Regions from separate parts of the Sus scrofa genome. Here region 2 is linked to region 1. The links are chromatin contacts, called in public HiChIP or PLAC-seq maps. All regions are on one chromosome and are shown on one strand. The core of a region is the stretch at or near the end of the contact, and the rest is flanking DNA. Distances in the headings are between cores, read along the strand shown. Region 1 holds the start of LBX1 (ladybird homeobox 1). Region 2 has its middle 54 kb from the start of BTRC.

What was found. HiChIP or PLAC-seq counts read pairs in DNA pulled down with a chosen protein or histone mark.
Region 2: an H3K27ac HiChIP or PLAC-seq map of skeletal muscle shows a contact between it and region 1. The contact joins the enhancer-like site here to the promoter of LBX1 in region 1. A contact is called at or near these places in 2 of 5 promoter capture datasets (fetal liver and liver), 18 of 47 Hi-C or Micro-C datasets (alveolar macrophages, blood, brain and 11 more) and 1 of 2 datasets of contacts at active chromatin or transcription factors (skeletal muscle).

Annotation. Positions count from the first base shown.
Region 1 is chr14:112,284,631-112,287,845 of Sscrofa11.1, reverse strand. LBX1 (ladybird homeobox 1) reads left to right here and starts at 1,630. Exons shown (of 2, transcript NM_001206336.1): 1 at 1,630-2,095; 2 at 2,773-3,215. The coding sequence starts at 1,771. It overlaps LOC102161206 (a long non-coding RNA gene), which reads right to left and starts at 75. Exons shown (of 3, transcript XR_307765.3): 1 at 1-75.
Region 2 is chr14:112,343,200-112,346,414 of Sscrofa11.1, reverse strand. No RefSeq gene overlaps it. Among named protein-coding and RNA genes, the nearest start is that of BTRC, 54 kb to the left of the region's middle. Within about 2 kb of position 1,449, at least 22 of the 83 cell types and tissues checked have an H3K27ac peak or open chromatin away from gene starts, as enhancers often do. A contact at or near this core is called in brain, fetal skeletal muscle, retroperitoneal adipose tissue and 3 more, where this site is marked.

The DNA of each region.
Region 1 (3,215 bases), core at 381-2,880:
AAACATAAACACATTCAAACACCCATGCACACAAATGCTCGCCTGATATAGAGAGAATTCGGACTGTAGGGTTTCCAGTGCCCAGTCTGACTCGAACCCCAGATCCCTCCTGGTTCCTGAGAGCACAGCCCCGGCCCGTGGCCCGGCCCCCTCCCGGCCCCCGCCCCGCATCCGGAACAGCTGGAGTCGGCCTGGCGGTGCACTCAAGCCCGGCGCTGGGCTGGGCGGGGCCGGCAGCGGGGCCCCGGCCGGGGCCCGGCAGAGCGCAGCGGGGAGGCCCTGAGCCTGCCCCGTTAGCCCCAGCACCCGGCCCGGCTACTCGGTCGGACACCAGTCACCAGACCGGCGGTGGCCCCGGCCGACCCGGAGAGCCGCGGCCCGAAGAGAGTGTGCAAGACTGCCGGAGGAGGTAAGGCTGTCGCTTTGGGCTCACGCCGGGGAAGAGGGGTCTAGAGTCACCAACAACTCCCCTTCCACCACTTGGTTGGGGAAAGCTGTGTCCTCTGGCTGGCCTCCTACCCCAACCCCCGGGCTCCCTCACCCCTGCTTCCCGTGTCGCCTCACTCAGGGCTGCAGAGCCCCCTCGGACCTCCCGCGGGCCAGCTGGAGGGCTGCAGATTCCTTCGCCCCGGGCGCGTGGCCCAAGGCCGAGGGTGAGGGACAAGTGGGTCTAGGGTTAGGGGCGCTAGGTCTTTGATCTCAGCTTGGCAAAGTCCTCTCTGGGCCCGCGACACTGGGCCCACCCAGACTACTGGTCTTACCTGGCCCGCGCGGCGGCTGCATACCTCCCCGGCTGAGCTCCTGCAGCCCTTCTAGGGCGCCAAATCCTGGTTGAAGAGCCTGAGACCTCCGGGCCAGCGCTGCCGCTACAGCCAGGCCGGCGGGAGGTGGGTGCGCCGGGAGTGCGGCTCGCAGTTTGGGGTGGGGGCGGCGGCTTTTCAGTCGCCGGAGGTTCGGGTGCAATAAAGGCGCCGCTAATGTAATTTACAAACAGCTCGGGCCGAGCGCGGCGCAGCGCCCGGACTGACAGGCGCATTAGGCAGGCTAATTCCAGCCGGCTCCTCCTACCCCAGGCCCGCTAATTAATGAGCTTCCCAACTTAGAGCCGCCTGCATTGGACGGACAGAGAGTGAAAGGGAGGACGAGGGAGAGGGAGAAGGAGAGAGACGGGGGGAGCGGAGAAGAGAAGAGAGAGGGAGGGAGGGAGGGAGAGAGGGAGGGAGAGAACAGGAAGAGAGAGAACAGAGAGAAAGAAGAGAGGAGAAAGACAGGGAGAAAGAGAAAGAGAGAGAGAGAAGTGCCGCTGCAGATAATTGATTACTCCTCGATCAAGGCTAACTTGTTAGCAATAGTCAATTGCCCCATCTCTCCGCCTCCCCTCGCAGTACGGGATCGGCGCCCTCGCCTCGGCTCTTCCAACTGCCGCCGCCAGGACCCGGGGCCAGGAGCCGCCGCGGAGCCACCTGACACCTTTAAATAGCACCGGGGGCTGGCGAAACTGGAGCCCCGCGCGGCGCGCCCCGGCTCGGGCCCCGGATTGCTGGAAGCCCCGGCGGCTGTGGCGCCCGCGTCAGCGCCCTCCTCCTGGGGCCCCGTGCGGCTCTGTTCGCCTCTGCCGCTGCGCTAATCGGCCCGAGCCCGGCCCGCGTCCTGCCCAGCGCGGCCTCCTGTCTGCCTGCCACCCGCTCGCGCCGCCCGGCGCCCGAGCTGCCCGCGGGCTGGGTCCCCGCGACCCGAGCCGCCCCGGCCGGGCCCCCAAAAGAGGCCGAGATGACTTCCAAGGAGGACAGCAAGGCGGCGCCGGGGGAGGAGAGGCGGCGCAGCCCTCTGGACCACCTGCCGCCGCCCGCCAACTCCAACAAGCCGCTAACGCCTTTCAGCATTGAGGACATCCTCAACAAGCCGTCTGTGCGGAGAAGTTACTCGCTGTGCGGGGCGGCGCACCTACTGGCGGCCGCGGACAAGCACGCGCCGGGCGGCTTGCCCCTGGCGGGCCGCGCGCTGCTCTCACAGACCTCGCCGCTGTGCGCCCTGGAGGAGCTCGCCAGCAAGACTTTTAAGGGGCTGGAGGTCAGCGTCCTGCAGGCAGCCGAAGGTAGGCGCCGCCACTGGGTACCTTTGCGACCAGCACCCCGCGCCTGGATCCAGGGGTCCCACGCTTAGTGCCTGGTCCCTCTGCCCGCCTCCTCCCTTGCCAGCCGCCAGGGCCCTCCAGCCCAAGCTGCTGCCGCTGGGAGTGGAGATGCGTGGGACAGGACCCAAACCCTGTTTCCTAGGGACCTCTGGATAGGCCAGATCGAGTGACTGAGGAAGGGAGGCGGGAACCCAAGATCTCTCCGCAGTCGGTCTGCTCTGCCTGGCTCCCTCCCTTTCACAGTGGCCCGGGGAACTGGGGTTTGGAGAGCCTTGGCTAGGACCTTTTGGGTAGGTAGAGCTGAGTTGATTGCAATGTGGTGGAGAGCCAGCATTCACACCCAGTCAGGGAGTCCCTGTCTGGCTCTCTCCTGTTCCAGGGACATCGAGTCTTTCAAACCAACTCTCAAGTGACCCGGCAGAGACCAAAACAATTTTTTCCTAGGGACTTCCGGTAGCTGAGAAATGGGGGAAGGGGGCTTGCCATAGCTGAGGCTTGCCCTAGTCCTGGTGGTCGAATCTAATCCGGCAGGCGACAGCGACTGACCACAGGCCGGATAGGTCTAGGTGCGGTGAGTAAGGGCCAGGGTGGGGGTCTCCTCTCCCCTGGAGCAAGCCTATATTTTGGTTTCCTCGCAGGCCGCGATGGAATGACCATCTTTGGGCAGCGGCAGACCCCCAAGAAGCGGCGAAAGTCGCGAACGGCCTTCACCAACCACCAGATCTATGAGTTGGAGAAGCGCTTCCTTTACCAGAAGTACCTGTCCCCCGCCGATCGTGACCAAATTGCGCAGCAGCTGGGCCTCACCAATGCTCAGGTCATCACCTGGTTTCAGAATCGGCGCGCCAAGCTCAAGCGGGACCTGGAGGAGATGAAGGCCGACGTGGAGTCCGCCAAGAAACTGGGCCCCAGTGGGCAGATGGACATCGTGGCGCTGGCCGAACTGGAGCAGAACTCTGAGGCTGCAGGCGGCGGTGGCGGCGGCTGCGGCAGGGCCAAGTCCAGGCCTGGCTCTCCGGCACTCCCCCCAGGCGCCCCGCAGGCCCCGGGCGCCGGGCCCCTGCAGCTCTCTCCTGCCTCC
Region 2 (3,215 bases), core at 200-2,699, 59 kb before region 1:
TCTATCATCCTAGCCCTCCAGGGACTTTCATCGGATTCCTTGCAAACATCGTGGATGTGAACTTGCCTATGGATTTGGTGACCATAATTGTCTAAAATGTTCCTAGATGCTCTGCTAACCAGGCCCAGGAAGGAGAGGCTGGAGAGTCAGTAGGGCCCTCAACCCCCAGCCTGACCCATTTCCTTTCTGCTGCCTTATCCAAGCTTCCAGATGGTCAGGTCCTAGAGAGGTGATCTCAGTATTCGCTGTCCCACCTTTCCCGCTCCTTGTTCCTAACATGAAACCCCAGGTTTTCATTCTCCCACCTATCCTTGAAAGCAGCAGTCATGTCTAACTTACCCCTCTGCCCCAGACACAATACCTCACAATTTAAGGGTTCAATAAATATTTACTGAAAGAATCAGTCCCCAAACTTCTTCAGTATATTTCCTTCTTTTCTCAGTATATCGCCCTGCCAACAATCACACACTTTTAAAATTCCCAAGGCAGCTTCTGAGGAGCTCTTCAGAGGCGTTAACCTCTTTTAGTTTCAAATGATGAGGAGGAAATGCTCTGATGTCCAGGTCTGGGACCCAGAGCTGAGCACGTTCCCTGCCTGCCTCCCCTGAGCCTCCAGGCCCCAGGCGGGATTGTCTCGCCTCACTCATCCTTTGCCGACAAGACCTCCTCGCCTGTATTTATATACGCTAAAGCCTCTGCCCGAATAAAACATCCATGTAAAATCCAATTTCCTTAGAATCTCTTTTGGAGCTTGGGCCTGAGATGGAGTAGGTAACCCCGGCAGTAACTGCCTGAACCACTCCTGCTGGCTGCAAAGGTGAGGCCCATTTTTCAATTATCTATCTGCTGTGACAGCAGCGGTCCAGCCACCGAGCCAAGGAAGGGGGAGGGGGAGCTGGGAAGGAGGGAGAAAGAGGGCAAGGGCATGGTGGGGGAGGGGGAGAAGGCGAAGGAGAAACCTAGAGAGGCTGAGAGGCGAGACCCTGTCCGTGGTACCCACTAGGTAGGTGCTCAGGAATTATTTGGAAAATGAGTGACTGGAAAAGTCAGTTGGGAGAGTGGGGGTAAGGCTAGGAGAGACACTGGGTGGAGAGAGGGAGAGAGGGTGCGGGAGGGAGGGGGGAGGGGAGGCGAGCGTGGAAGGAGCCAACAAGAGGCTCCTGTGTCAATCCGTGGAAACGGGAGGCAGAGTGATGCGGTCACAGCTCCTGCCATCAATATCCTCTAATATAAATGTCAGTGATGCTATTTTCCGCGCAGTCATTTCGCACACTGCTGATTACATTAACGTATAATGGAGGGGCGCCGGCTCCACTGCTTTCTCCCCTAACCCTCCCCCCGGTGATGTGTCAATAGCCGCCTCCATGAACAAGTCAATTTTCTGCAGGCTTGGCAGCGGAATAAATCTGCCCGGCTATGGGGAGAGCTGGAGATATTTATATACCCGGCTCCTGCCTTCCGTGTGCGCGCGTGCGTGTGCGCGGCGGGCACGGGCACGGGCGCGGGCTGGAGGGAGGGGGGAAGGGGGAGGGGGCGCGCCGCCGAGCTGAATGATTTCCAGCCCGGACTCAATAAGAGGAGAATTTAGAGCGGTCCCTGAGCTGGGCTCCCAGAAACAGCCTTACACGTTTATTTTCCTTAGCTGAACAGGAAAGGCGAGAATTATATGTGGATTTATAGGACAGGCGCAGCTCAACCCAAATGCTCCCGCTCCGGGGGGGCGGGGAGCGCCCGGGCGGGGGCGGAGGGAGGCGGCAGACCGAGGGCTGGCCGCTGGGACCCCAGCTCGCGTCGGTGCCGGTAGGGGCGCACCCCCCTCGCCGGTCGCTTTAATTACATTTGTTCTTGTCCTTCGTGAGGGCGAGACTCCGGCGCGGCCCGCGTGGGGGTTGGGGGGGAAGGTTCAGGCCAGGACGGCCTGGAGATGAGGGCGGGGGTGGGGGGCGCCAAGAACGGGAACAAGGAGAGACCAGGAACCGGGGCTGTCAGCTTCGGCTCAGAAGCGGATCAATAGTACGAGATCTAATGGGCTAACTGCCAAGCTGGCTCACCGAGGCGCTGCCCCGCGGGGGCGGGAGGGGGCGGGCGAAGGACGAGAGAAAGGAAGAGGTGGGGGTAGGAGAGGGAGTGAAGAGGAAGGGGGAAGGGCAGGAAGAGTGGGAGAGATGGAAGAGGAAAGAAGAAACGGAGAAAGGGACAGGGGGAGAGCGAAAGGGAGGGGACCGGACGAGACAGTCTTCTTGGGGCCGTCTCTTCAACATCCTTACCCCGCTCAACGCTGGGAATAAGAGCCTGTCCCAGAGTTACCGGACCCGGCTGCCGCCCGCCCCTCTGCCTCAACTCTGCCTTTGAGCCGCCAGGGGGCGGCGCGACCCTGTGCTGTCCCAGCGGATCTCCGCACCTCTTCGCTGGGGCTTAAGTGACCCGCCGCTTCCGACGCCCCGTCCCGGCTTGGTGCCCTCTGCCCTCTCCCGGAGGCCTCCCTGCGTTGCAGGGTTGGGTGTAGAGCAGTTCGCCCCCTCCACTCACCCCCAATAGAAGGAACCTTAGGGCTTTCTTGGCACCCTGGGACCCCGGGGCGGGGAAGTGCCCCAAGGGCTGGAGTCACCGGACCTGGGGATGGCTAGTGCCCCCCCAAAGATACCCAAGGCTGCGTCAGACACGCCTTTGGAGGTGGTGTGGGATTTGAGCTTCCGCAACCTGGCGGCGGAGCGCAGGCGAGTCTCTGGGACAGTCCCCGCGCGAAGAGTCCTTCTGCGTGTGCTGTGCGGGCGCTAACAAGGCCAGCCAAGGTCGCCAGGATCAATGCCCAGATTTAACCTTTTCGGTTCCTGGCCATTGTTTAGCCCCTAATCTGCTGGCCATGGACGGATCCTTTTCTCAGCTCCTGCCTGTTTCTTCCCAAACTGGGTGAGAAAATAAAATAGGACTCAACACCCTGCGGGCAAGTTCTGCCGCCCAGTATAAGGGAGCCTGATTCAATGGTTCTCAACCCGGGGGCGTATCAGAATTACTTGAGGGAGCTTTTCAACGTAAATGTGTCTACCCACATGCACTCATACGGTTTGGGCGGGCAGAGCTTCCTGGAAACGCGCACTTTGTCAAAGCTCCCCAGATAATTCTAATAAATTCCCACCTGGGCGGTGCCTGAAGAAAGGTGTGACTGTTGGACATTTTTTCCTGTTGGGTATGGTAGCAAAGCCTCTTTGCCCTCA